Linked DNA regions of Mus musculus: region 1 is linked to region 2. A link is a contact called in public promoter capture Hi-C data. All regions are on one chromosome and are shown on one strand. Each heading gives the region's core, a stretch centred on a gene start, on an enhancer-like site or on the middle of the called end of the contact. The rest is flanking DNA. Distances are from core to core; before and after follow the strand shown. Region 1 holds the start of Dio3os (deiodinase, iodothyronine type III, opposite strand). Region 2 holds the start of Tnfaip2 (tumor necrosis factor, alpha-induced protein 2).

What was found. Promoter capture Hi-C pulls out the DNA fragments that hold promoters and counts their contacts.
Region 1: a promoter capture Hi-C map of embryonic stem cells shows a contact between it and region 2. The contact joins the promoter of Dio3os here to the promoter of Tnfaip2 in region 2. A contact is called at or near these places in 1 of 39 promoter capture datasets (embryonic stem cells), 1 of 484 Hi-C or Micro-C datasets (embryonic stem cells) and 1 of 115 datasets of contacts at active chromatin or transcription factors (pancreatic cancer cells).

What each region holds. Positions count from the first base shown.
Region 1 is chr12:110,274,011-110,280,559 of GRCm38.p6, forward strand. It overlaps Dio3os (deiodinase, iodothyronine type III, opposite strand), which reads right to left and starts at 4,058. Exons shown (of 4, transcript NR_002866.2): 1 at 3,973-4,058; 2 at 3,541-3,739; 3 at 2,616-3,416; 4 at 1,374-1,567. Dio3 (deiodinase, iodothyronine type III) reads left to right here and starts at 5,220. Exons shown (of 1, transcript NM_172119.2): 1 at 5,220-6,549. The coding sequence starts at 5,222. The coding sequence ends at 6,136. It overlaps Mir1247 (microRNA 1247), which reads right to left and starts at 4,119; the gene lies at 4,038-4,119.
Region 2 is chr12:111,437,772-111,444,092 of GRCm38.p6, forward strand. It overlaps Tnfaip2 (tumor necrosis factor, alpha-induced protein 2), which reads left to right and starts at 4,890. Exons shown (of 12, transcript NM_009396.2): 1 at 4,890-4,912.

The DNA of each region.
Region 1 (6,549 bases), core at 2,808-5,307, 1.2 Mb before region 2:
GTAGTCTTCCCCCAAAGGATAAACATCTCAGAAGGATGCCCCTCCCTCCAGATGTCCATTGCACCATGAGCCTTCTCCTCCGGTGGTCCATAAACTCATACAAGATGAAGGTGCTTCAAGGAGTCAGACTTCATCACTCTGAGCCTCAGTGCCTGGACCAGGCTTCTGACCAGCATGGCCTGCAGGGATGCATGGGCACAGTTGGGCAGCCTGGTTCATCCACTGCTCCTCTGCTGTCATATCCAGAACAGCATTGAGGGATAATCTACATCTACTCTGCTCAGAGAAGCCCATGCTGTGGATGTACTCTGTCCCTGAACAGGAGGCGTCTTGACTTCGGTGTTTACACTTTCATCTCACTTGTGATACCTTGTGGGAAAGAAACTGAACTCCATGTGAACCATCACAGATATAGATACACACCCTCACCCGTATGTGCACATGCACACCCATGTTCCTTCATAGTTGTTCCGTGCCATGGTGGTTCAATGTGTTCATATGTTAGACCTGCCATAAGGAAAGGAACCTGGGACTCAATGTCTGCTGCTGGTGAACCCACCACTCTTTCCAGAGAGCCTCAGTAGAAATATAAGAAGATAGTCCCCCAGGTAGGCTAGGATTTGTCTTGTATGCATAGTCCTGCATCCCAAGACCAGTCAGGACCCAGGTACCCACATTGTCCTGTCCCCCAGGGCTAGCAGAATACCAGAGACCACAGTGAGTGCTTACTTATGTCTGGACCCAGTGAGAGCCTAAGTTAGGCTGCAGGGTGGGGGCGGGGCCTCAAGGAAAGACAGGAAAGGTCAGGTAAGACAGTACTGGAGGCAAATGGCCAGATGGTGGGGACAGGTAGGATTTTACAGGACCCCAGAGTAGCAGACAAGAGCAGTGCAAGTCCTTCCAAGGTGTCTAGAACCTTCTACATCTGTGGAGCAACATCTGAGGAAGACATTGACAAGATGCTAAGACCCTGGCTCTCCAAGATCAGCCCAAGATCATCACTGAGCTACTGGCCACCCTGTCTCCTCAGAGTATTTCTGTGCCCACCTTAGTTGGCCTGAGTCAGAGGTGGGAAAACGTGTCTCAAAGACCACTCTCAAACTAGTGGAAAGGGCTAAGCACCTCTTTCAGAGGGAGCGGTGCACAGCCTAGAAAAGGAACCGGGATAAAGTGGGCAGGTGGAGGGCATATTCGTTAGATGCCACACCCAAAAGGGGATGTTCCACGGAGCCAGTCCTAGATGACCTCACTCAGGCCTGCTGCCACCAACATGTCCTACCTTGCTTGCTTACCGCCGCCGTGTGCAGAGGGCAGAACGACACATCTAGAAATTCTCCCCAAACCCGGTTTTCAGTAAGTCCACACTGTACACGTTTCTCATTGCACAAAGCTTTATTGGGCCCCTCCCAGAAGTCTCTCCAAGGGATCCCGCCTGGGCCAGCCTGGGAGGTCTGCTGGGCAAACACAGAAATGCATCTGCTGAACAGGCTGCTGGCCACTGAGGAAGAAGGGCCAGGAAGAGGGAGTGTGCTCCTTCAAGAAGAGTCCAGGCAGAAAGTGGGCTCCCCTGTATGAGGAAGGGTGGGGCCAGGTCAGACCAGGGCTTTAGAAGAACAGGAGGACTATAGGGGTGGAGGGAGGAAAGAGAAGGGCAACAGGAACACCATGGGTGGAAGTTCAGAGGAAGGAAAACCTCAAGTGTCCAGAGACCAGGGTGGGGGAAGCAGACCAAGAGCGACAGGAGTGACGGTCAAGGAAGACTGAGCCCATGTAACCAGGGCATGATGAGATGGGGTCAGACCCAGGGCACAGGACTGTTATTCTCTGATGCTCTTCTCTAAATCTAGGGGCTGGGCCATCTTTTCTGAGTGCGTAGGAAATACCCCGGCTGGGAGACATAGAAGCCAGTGGCAAGACCCACCAACCTGCATGGGTGTCTCCTGACAGCCTTGGGAATGGGAGGCAGAGACTATGCCTGCCACACACTGCACACCAACCCCACCCGGAGGCTAGGAGATGAAGGGGTTAGTGTCAGGCCCTCTAAGCACTCCTTCCCTGGCAGACCACTACTACCCAAATCTTGGGAGTGGAAGACTGGCCAAAGGCCAGTCCTCCTCAGTCATGCCAGGACCTTGGCCCTCCTCCTCCACCAAGTTGGTCCAAGATACCAAATGGACCCAGCCCAGTGCATCCCTCCTTTCTCTCCCTGTCTGCCCTCTGCTGGAGCTGGGAGAAAGCAGGCAGGAGAGCCCAGAGCATACCATCCCACCCCGGCTCTTGAAACAGGACAAGTACCCCAACTTGTGTCCCTTCCCAAATCTGCCAGGTCCACTGAGGCCTACACCCCTCATGGATTTCAGAAGAGTCTTGGCCTTGGGCCAGTATTCATGTTCTAGACCACTGGGACAAGACAAGATAGTTTAAGTAACTGGTAGAAAGGCTGAGAACTACAGCTAGTTAGGGGTGCTCCCCTGAAGGGCATGGGAAAAGAGGACTGGGGAGGAAAATAGAGATGAGGAGGAACCGCAGAAAGGTAGGGAGCACTGGTGTGGTTGTCAAGCCAGGTATGTGTCCCCAAAGCCAGAATCACTGGCACCCCTTGGGTCTTTCCTCACCTGTACAGGATGCCAGGGAAGTCGAAGGCCTGGGTTCTTCATCCAAGGCTCTGGAATCCTGAGGTGTGGGGTGTAGCCTATTTCCCACACAACACCCGCCCCTGTCCAGAAATGTGGATGGCAGGGTTTCCCAAGTGTCCCATATCAGAAAGGGGTGATGTTCAGGGGTGACTGGTCCCATAGAGCAGGACCAGAAGGACTTCTATCTGTCCCAGACTATGGCTGCCACATGGCATATGCACCTACACACATAATGCGAGAAGGGGAGGATCGGCCTCATATCCCTGTCCCAGGTCCTTATAGGAAGAAGCAGGACACAAGCCCTAGACTGGTATCTCCCAGAGATGAGGGGATCTTGGGCTGAAGAGAACTATCTCTTGCTCTACCCAAGACAGCGCCCAGAAGCTCCCAATCTGTCTCTCAGACTCTCCAGCCAGAGTCTCTTCTCACTTTACCACCTAAGTCTGAAAGAGAGTGGGGGGGGGGTTGATCTGTAAGCTCAGAGGAGCCCTGCTTAGGGATAGAACCATGAGTGGAACCCCCAGCCAGGCACGTTCAGGGAGATTTCTGAAGTCCTCCTGAAAGACCTTACAAAGAGTGCTAGAAACAGCAAAGGAGTCTGATGGCTTCCTTCAGGTGGGAAGTGCTGATGTTTACTCCCTTGCCCCCAGAGCAGAGACATCCTCTGACCCAGAGGGAGAAGAGCCACTTTCACAGGCTGTTCACAGGCAGCACACTCCAGATCCAGCTGCTCTGGCGGCCACAGGTCCCGCGACCGAGGGACTCCCTGGGCAGAGCATCCTGCCAGGACAGCAGAAACCAGGTGGTGAGGGCGGGCGCCTACCTGGGCGCCCTCTGGGCTACTTGAGGTCGACTTTTCCGGACAAGTTCCATGGCTAATGGAAAGTGGTCTGACTGTGCTCACCCTCCCGAGACGCCAGCGCGGTCTCTGGTAGAGAAAGTTAGGTAGCTGGTCTCTCCCGAGAGGGCGATGCATGGGACGCAAGCAGCTGGAGCTGTAGTATCCGGCTGGGGTCCCGTTACCCCAGAGAAGGCCCCTGTGAGTGCTGGAGCATTCTAGGGAGTGCGATTCTTAGGCGCTGCCTTCGGGTTGAGGCCTTGACCTGAGGGGTCATTGTGAGGTGTATCTAAAGTGGAACTTGCTTAGGGTCTCGAGGACCCCAGGTCAAGCAGCCCCGCCGCCCCTGAACCCAAGTCTCCAGCAGTGCGCCACGCGCAGAGACAGATTAGGAGGTCTGCGCCGCTGTGGCAGAGCCGACCAGAGCCCCACGCTGTTGGGGAGTTGCCCCGCACCCCTAAAAAGCCTCAGCACACGTTCCCTGTTGAAAGTACGCACTTTACGCGTCCGGGCGCCTCCGCGGTTGAGTCGGGCCGCCGCGCTCCGAGTTCGCGAAGGTGGCTCAGTTCGGGCGCTCCAGTCTCGACGTTCCCGGGGCAGAGAGCAACGTCCGGGGACGAACGGGACGGGTGCGCCCGGCGGCCGGGGCTGCGCCGGGCGAGGCAAGCGGCGAGAGGGGAGCGCTCCCGCGTTCAGGCAACAGCTACCCCTAGTGGGAGAGCCGCCCGGGGCCGGCGCCGCCCCGCGCCCGCTGCCCCGCGCCCCGCGCCCGCAGCGCCCCGCGCCCAGGGCGTCCCGGAGCCGGCCGAGGGCGAGGCCCGGCGTCGCTTGCCGCGACTCTCCGGGTCTCCCGAGCTGGGCGCCAGCCCACCCGCGGGCCCTGCCCTCGGCACCTCCGGGCTGGAGCCGAGGGGCAGCTGACCCGGGAACCGCGGCGTCCGGCGGGAGCGAGATGGGACGGGGCGGGCGCGGCGCGGACTGGGGCGGCGCGCGGCAAGCTCGGGCAGCGGCGGGGGGCGCGGAGCGCGGTGTGCGTGGCGGGGCGGTGCGGGGGGCGGCCGTGTGCGAGGCGCGAGTGTGAGCGCGCGCGGGAGGCGGGCGGACGGGCTGCGGCAGTCGAGCGGCGCCCGCGGGCGAGCGGGGAAGGCGGCGGGAACCCAAAGTTGCCTCCTCGCGGGCCCGCGTCCCCGGCGGGGCTGCAGCCGGGGGCCGGCCGAGCGGCGGCCGCAGACCTGGACTCCCGCGGTACCTGGGCAGCGACCCCGCACGAGCAGCAGCAGCGTGGGCGGCGTTGGCGGCGGCGCGCGGGAAGCGAACCGGAGCTCCGGCGCGGCGCTGCGGCCGCCGGGGAACTCAGCTCAGGTGCGCGGCGAAGAGGGCGCGGGCTGGGACCCGCCCGCTGGGACCTAGGAGGTGCGAGGCGCTTGCGCGGGTTACACCATTGCCACCACTGACTGCTTGGCTCTGAGATCGGGCTCCTAGTCCCTGGACACAGCGGCTTCGGGGTCCCCCGCCCCTGAGAGCGGGCTGCGGGACTCAGGCCCGCCCCTGCCAGCCCCGGGACGCACCGCTCCACCCTCGACCAGCCTGCGCCCGCCCTCGACCCAAGATTTCTGGGGCATTGGCCGCGCCTCTGGGTGATCCCTCCGGGCTCAAGTTGCAAGGGGGCGGGCCCCGGTCGGAGGTGGAGTCTCCCGCCAATTCAAGCTTTGACTATAAATTGAGCTCCCAGAGCACCGAGGACCAGATGCCTCGCCAGGCCGCCTCGAGGTTGGTGGTCGGAGAAGGTGAAGGGCCCCCGGGGGCTTCGGGGCCCGCGGCCACCATGCTCCGCTCTCTGCTGCTTCACTCGCTGAGGCTCTGCGCCCAGACCGCCTCGTGCCTCGTGCTGTTCCCGCGCTTCCTAGGCACGGCCTTCATGCTCTGGCTTTTAGATTTCTTGTGCATCCGCAAGCATTTCCTGCGCCGTCGCCATCCTGACCACCCTGAGCCCGAAGTAGAGCTCAACAGTGAAGGCGAGGAGATGCCCCCTGACGACCCGCCCATATGCGTATCAGACGACAACCGTCTGTGCACCCTGGCCTCTCTCAAAGCCGTGTGGCATGGCCAGAAATTGGATTTCTTCAAGCAAGCCCATGAGGGTGGCCCAGCGCCCAACTCGGAGGTTGTCCGACCTGATGGCTTCCAGAGCCAGCGCATCCTCGACTACGCACAAGGGACCCGCCCGTTGGTGCTCAATTTTGGCAGCTGTACCTGACCACCGTTCATGGCGCGGATGAGCGCCTTCCAGCGCCTGGTCACCAAGTACCAGCGCGACGTTGACTTCCTTATCATCTACATCGAGGAAGCCCACCCATCCGACGGCTGGGTCACCACAGATTCACCCTATGTCATCCCCCAGCACCGCAGCCTGGAGGACCGTGTCAGCGCAGCGAGAGTACTACAACAAGGTGCACCTGGCTGTGCTCTGGTCCTGGACACTATGGCCAACTCTAGCAGTTCCGCATATGGTGCCTATTTTGAGCGCCTCTACGTCATCCAGAGTGGCACCATCATGTACCAGGGAGGCCGTGGCCCCGACGGTTACCAGGTGTCTGAGTTGCGCACTTGGTTGGAGCGCTATGATGAACAGTTGCATGGTACTAGGCCACATCGATTCTAAATAACCAAGGGACAAGTGACTGAATTGGTGGGCCGGGTCTCCTGGGCCTTCGAAGCCCACGTGCAAATGCTCCAAAGAAAGTCAAAGGTTGTGGGGGATCCCCATGACACAGATGAGCACAGCCACAGAACTCAGGCTGAGTCTGGCTAACTTGAGACTCTGCTATAGTGACTCCCTTTTGTACGTTTTTGGCTTGCTCTCAGGAGCATTGCTGTGGCTCGAACTGACAGCTTTGTCCCTGCTGGAGTTTACCTGCTGGACTTTCTGACACCAGGTCTCCAGCGCTGCTTCGGCAAAGCGCGAAAGTCCCCAGCATTTCACAGCTCGGACTTGTTGGCCACGCCCGCGCGCCCTGAGCGCAGCTGGGTTCCAGCAGCGCCTCAGGCTCTAGCTAGTTGCCTGGCACCCACCTG
Region 2 (6,321 bases), core at 3,640-6,139:
GGGGCATTAGAAGACAACCTAAAAAGCCTTAGTCTTCCTTCTCAGAGGGTCCACTCCACAGCCAGCATAGCCCTTGTGACCAAGGTGACCAGTCATGCCAGGTGGTATATAGCCTCTCCCCTTGGCCAAGTTTTCCACACCTGCCTGATCTCTCCACCTGACATTTATGACTGCTGAGCTGCGCCCCACAATGCTATTCCTTCTGCTTTCAGCTTCTCCTTCTGAGAGTTTCCTTCAGCTACTCTCAGCCAGCCAGAAAACGAGCAGAGTCAATAATTCACCACCTTGTATTATTCTCTGACCAGAGCTGGGGGCGGGTAGCCTGTTATGTTGCCCATGATGGTTTAATCAGTTGACTGAATAAGGCAATATTGATTGGTGCTCCCCTACCCCGTGACAATGAAGGACAGCGCCTCCTGTTTCCCCCATGGAAACTCTTGTCTTTCCTGTGTCTATCTTACATAGATCAAGTTGTATTTCAAATATAAAGTAACCCTGAGGAGGAGCAGTAGAGCAGAGTGTAGCTCAATCCTGATTGGCAGATGGTGGGTGAGGGGGCATCTGTGCCTCAGTTTCCTCATCTGTGAAAAAGGATGGTTAGGCAGTGCCTAATTCACATGGCTGTGGTGAAATCTGTTAGTGAACACAAACCTCTCAGAGCCTAGAGGCAGCTCTAGAGGTCAGAGAAAGTCAACTGTCCACTCACACAGACTGCAAGGTGGATCTGAATGGAGCTTTGAGTTCAGCATCCCCAGCATCGGTTTTCACAGCAGTCAGTGCGCCCATCGAGGACAATTTAGTGCGGTCCATCCATAAGACAGAATTAGGATCCTAAAAGGCAGAAAGCTAGGACTTGGGAACATGCTAACTAAAGCAGGCAATCCTGTGAGAATGACTTCTGGGCGATTTAAAAGTCTGTCTTTACAAATAAAACTCTTACCCAACCTGCAACCATGTTAGTGCTATGCTTTGAAATCGTTTATAACGATGTATCCTTCTGCAAGTCAACCTGTTCAGACTGAACTGACCTCTAAGAAAAATGTTACAACCTTACTATACTTTGGACTGTAAACGCAATAAAGTCTTTCGAGCTCAGCTGAAATGTGGGCTTTGATTATGCTATCTTTCCTATTTCTCCTTTGTAACTTTTTATCGAGAGGCACTATTCCTGGGACGATGGGATCACGTGTCCACTCACCCTAATAGGGAACACACCAAAGTTCAAACAGATGCAAAGCTCAGCTTGGTGACCCAATGAGTTTTATTGGGGTTATGTACAGGTATGTGGGTGGAGTGACTCAAGACAGCTGTTATCACCAAAAGCCATCACCAGCATGACAGTTCATAACAGTGGGACCTGGAGCTCATAGTGAACAACCTGGAGGTTGGAGTGCCCTCTGCAGATAGCGCAGGTGGTCCGATTTGTTTCTTCCAGGCACTTTGGTTGATCTCTGTTTTTCCTAGGAGGCTCAGCTGTTGGGTCTTCTAGGCAGCTCAACTTATCTGAGAGTGTGTCTTGGCCATTCTTACACCTTATATACATGCTTGAAGGAGAAGCCTAGTGAGTATGGTCAGTTTCAGGGACTCCCTGTAGCACTTCTGAGTTGTTTACTTCTTGTCTCCATAGAACATCCTATTGTCCCACCTCCCTGCAAGTGTACCTGGTCCTTAGGAGCCTCCCTCCCTAACTGAAGCTTTTAATCTTGAGTAAACTGCTGCACAGCAAACCCATTCAAAACAATGTGTGTGCGTGAGATGGGTCTTGGACTGCTGGAAGCAGTGAGCCACTCTGTAAACAAGTCCCAGCCCTACCCCACCCCCCAAATGCCCACCCTCCCACCATGAAATGTGTTGCAAGCAACTTGTGATTATAGCTTGATAAACCCGAATGTGACTTTGTGAACTATTGTGAGTCAGTAGGGCCAGGAAAAACACGATTTCTCTCCCTTCTGTGACTCCTATAAGAGACACAAAACAGGGCTGCTTGTTTTTGTTACATTTGCTGAGCTGTTCAGTATAGGGAGAAAGACCTGGATTCAGGGCTCCCTTTTTAGATTAGGACTTTCAAATTAGATTTCATTTAGATTAGATTTATTCTAGAGTAGACTTTTAGAATGGAAGAGACTCAAACACTTTTGGATAAATCAGGTCCACTCCTGGGTAAATGACACCAAGAGTTAGTCTTTCTTCCTTTACGAAGCATCACCACACTGGCACAAAGGCTGTATCCACCCACTCACTGGATCCATGGAACAGACATAGCCATGGAATGGGGTACCAGGAATGCAGGGATACAAGGGAATGGGCAGTGGTTGTGTAATGGAGACAAACAGTGTGTTTAGTTTTACAGGGGAAAAAGTTGTGTGGAGCTGGAGAGGCGGTTCAGTCGTTAAGAGCACTGGCTGAACTTGCAGAGCACCCGAATTTAGTTCCCAGAACCCGTATTGAGCAGCCTCACAACTGCCTGTAACTCCAGCTCCAGGGGATCCAACGCCCTCTTGTGGACTACCAAGCACCTGCACTCACATGCAGATACACCATGTGGGGAAAAAAAGTTCTGTGGATGGGGGTGGTTGCAGCTGTACCTCAGTGTTGGTGCACTTAGCTAGAACGCCCAAAACTGTTAAAACGGTAACTCACTATTATGCATATATTATAATTTAAAAAATAAAAAGAGAGCCTGTAGCCGGGCAGTGGTGGCGCACGCCTTTAATCCCAGCACTTGGGAGGCAGAGACAGGTGGATTTCTGAGTTCGAGGCCAGCCTGGTCTACAGAGTTAGTTCCAGGACAGCCAAGGCTACACAGAGAAACCCTGTCTTGAAAACCAAACAGAGAGAGAGAGAGAGAGAGAGAGAGAGAGAGAGAGAGAGAGAGAGAGCCTGTGATGGTGCATGCCTGTCATCCTGGCACTCAGGCTCTTGTCCAGGTGCTGGCCAGCAGAGCTTCTGTGCTGGGCTAGGAACCTTTGCCAGCCTACTCCTGGCTGCTGCACCAACTCTCAGGTGCCAGAGTCGGGGCTGGGATAGCAGTTTACCAGGTAAGCTGATCCAATGTTTCTATCCTGTGGGATCCATTTCTTGGCTGGATTGGGGCGGGGGTGTGGGGGGGACTATGAAAAATAGTTAAACTATCGCTGACCCCGAGAATCAACCGATCTTTGGCCCTCAGCTATCCAAATAGCCCTGTTTTCAAATTTCCTTTGTGTTGGGAAATTCACAGAGGACCTTTGACCCTCATCCTAAACTCTGACATGCAAGATGGGTGGCATTGGCTTCTACTGACTATGCTCTGAGCAAGCTGCTGTGGGCACCATGGGGCAAGAATGGAAGTCCAACATCTGTCCCACAGAGCCCATAGGCTCTGAACAGATGTGGGTTCTTGAAAGCCTGACTCCTCTGTCCCTCAATCCTACCTGTGGAGTTTCCCAACCATTTCCTTATCTGTTTGAAATCTGGAGCTGGATCAATAGAGCGGAGGCTGGATACTCTGGGGAGGTCATACGATGTGTCGAGAGGCCGCTAGGAGGTAGAAGGCTGGAAGTAGAAGGCCTGGGTTCTCATCCTCTTTCTATATTTGGATGGGATTGTGGGTACAGTCCTAGGGTCTTTGTCTTCCCTTGTGGAGCAGAGGCAACACCCAGCTTGGACCCTGGAGGCTCAATAGAAATATCACCCATTAGGACCTCAGGGAGAAGAGGAAGCGTGCGGTTTGAGTTTTGAGACAGGCTCTCATTGCGTAGCCCTGGCTACCTGGAACTTGCTCTGTAGACCAGGATGGCCTCAAACTCAGAGATCTGTCTGCTCTGCCTCCCAAGTGCTGAGATTGAATGTGTGCACCACTCCCGCCCGGCAGCCTTCTGTTCTTGCCTCCTACAACCTACCATGGTATAGGATGGAGGAGAGTCTTCTTAAACCTGGCACTTGGCCACTGCTCCCCAGGAGGAAGAGGAAGTTCTGGGTTTCCAGGGACAACCCCTTAACATAACCCACCCACTCAGCTGCCCTTCCCTCTTTCCTCAAAGCTCTGTGCTTAGACAGGCAGGGAAAGAAGAGAGGGCCCAAACAAAAGATGGGGAGGAGCCGAGCTCCAAGTAGAGGCAAAAAAGAAGCTGGTGTCTAGCAGGGAAATTCCTGAGTGAGCCCATCTTCCAGAGGGCAGAAATTCCCCTTTCTACACTAGCCTACAACCCCACCTTCCCCAAGGTGGGAAGACCCCCGAGAAAAGACCCCCGAGAAAAGGCCCGCAGAAGGGAGTGCTGAGGATCACCCCCAGCCCCATCCTGGAAAATCTTGTCACTGGGAGCCCTGGAGAAGGAGGCTCAGGTGAGGGCTGTCTGTCATTTCTGTGTAACCTCAGGATAATGATGAAGATGGGCCCCATCACTCAAGGCTTGGTGATGAGAGGTTTTGAGAGGTCCCACTACCAGTCGTGTGCCCAGCTGCCTTAGGACACCTCCTCCGGGAAGCTTTCCTTCCAGACTTTCAAGGACACAGGGGTGCTCAGAGCGGTAACAACACTTGGCAGAGGCGTTGAGATGGAAGAGGGCACTCCCCAGACCTAAGTAGGTGCTGACTGTGTGACGCGGGACAGAGGCTTTGTGCGTGCGCCCCTGCTAGGTAGCCAATCAGAGACCGTGGTGCGACAACAGCTCTCCGCTAAGCGGAACTCGTGGCTCCCTGTGCACGCACATCAAGACCACTCTTTCCAGGCTATTGGGAACAGCAAAGTGACCCCGCCCCTCTCTCTACCGGCCCGGCCCCGCCCCCAACACTGGACTCGCCGGGCCGAGGCGTCCGCCAGCGGATTTTCCGCGGTTGCGGTTGGTGGAGCAGGCAGAGTCTGGGCGGAGCCTGCGACTATTTTAGGAGGGCCCCTCCAGGGTCGGGACTAAGGCGTCCTGTCCTGGACACAGTAAGTGACCTCTGCCGCTGTGCCTCTGTCCCTGCCGCTCTACGTAGCTTCCCTTCCAGTCCTGACACAGAGTGTCGGACAGGATTCGCCGGGGGAATGGCCCTGAGTGGCCAAGGGGACGCGGGCGGGATATTTCGAGGTCCCTTGACCTCCAGCATACGCACTGCTAGGGACTTACAGGCGTTACTCTGAGCCCCTCACACCAGGGTCCGGAATCCCCGCGCGCAGCGAAAGTTTCTTAAGTGTTGTAGGGACTGGGACAAAAGTGAGGGAGTCTCGGGTTTACAAAAGGAAGGTCCCAGCACCCGCGGGACTCCCTGTCCGGATGATCTCTTGTGGGGCAAGAGTCAGTAAGTTAGTTGCAAGATCAGTGAGGTTCTCTGTGGTGTCTAGAATTGAGGGAGGTGACACCATCCAGCCACCAGATGCAGCCCTCCCATGTGTCTCTGAGACCCCTTCGTGCCTCTGCGGGCCCGGCTTGGTGATGCTTTAAACAGCATCTCATTACTCCTGCTGCCTTTCCCCTCTGCAGTCAGGGATACAGGGGAACTTGCTTTCTAAGGCCCACCCAGTGCCAGGCTTCTGATTTTGCCACATCCTCTGAGCAGCACTGAGAAAGGAGTGAGGGGAGGGCTCGTTCTCATTTTACAAACGGGAAAACCGAGACATACTGAGGAAGAATGTTGTTTAGCCCTAATCCTGGTGAGAAGTGTAGCTGAGCCCGCAGATGCTCCTCCCTTTTATACCAATAGCCTCTGACACTGAAGGGCAACTGGGGCCAGACATTCAGGTCAGCAGCTCCATCAGCCAGGCCAGCCCTTATGGGTGTTTGCCATGCGAGTGGGATAGGTTGGCACAGGCTTTAAAAACTGCCTGGCCCTATCTCAGGCCTCATGAGGTTAACGAGAGAGAGGGCTCTCTCTGCTCAGGGCACCTGGTGAGGATGATAAGAGCTGGGGTAGAGGAGCCCAGGCTTTCTGTCCAATCAGGGTGCTTTACCCATGCCCCAGTTATGAGATAAGCCCCTCAGGAATCTATCCCGAACCTGGGCAGTTGAGCTGGTGGAGGCGGAGATGGTGTGGGAAAGGGCCCTTAAAGTGTGTTGTGTTTGGGCAAGCACCTCCCCTCCGCAGTTTCCGGGGTTCTCCTTCGTGATGGTGGGTCTTCCCACTTGCCTTACCGGGAGCTGTTCCTGGATCACGCCAGGTCATTTTGAAGAAATGAAGCTACAGCTTGGGGTTTTTATCCTTGAAGGATGGGGCAGGGAAGCCACCTCCTGGTAATGGGTCACACCGTTTACCAGAAAGGCCCTCCTCCTGCCTGCTCCCTCCCTCCAGGCTAGCCCTGCTTCCTCGGGTGGTCTTCCTTGCTCTGACAATCCACACACACAGTCAGGGATGTGGAGGCCT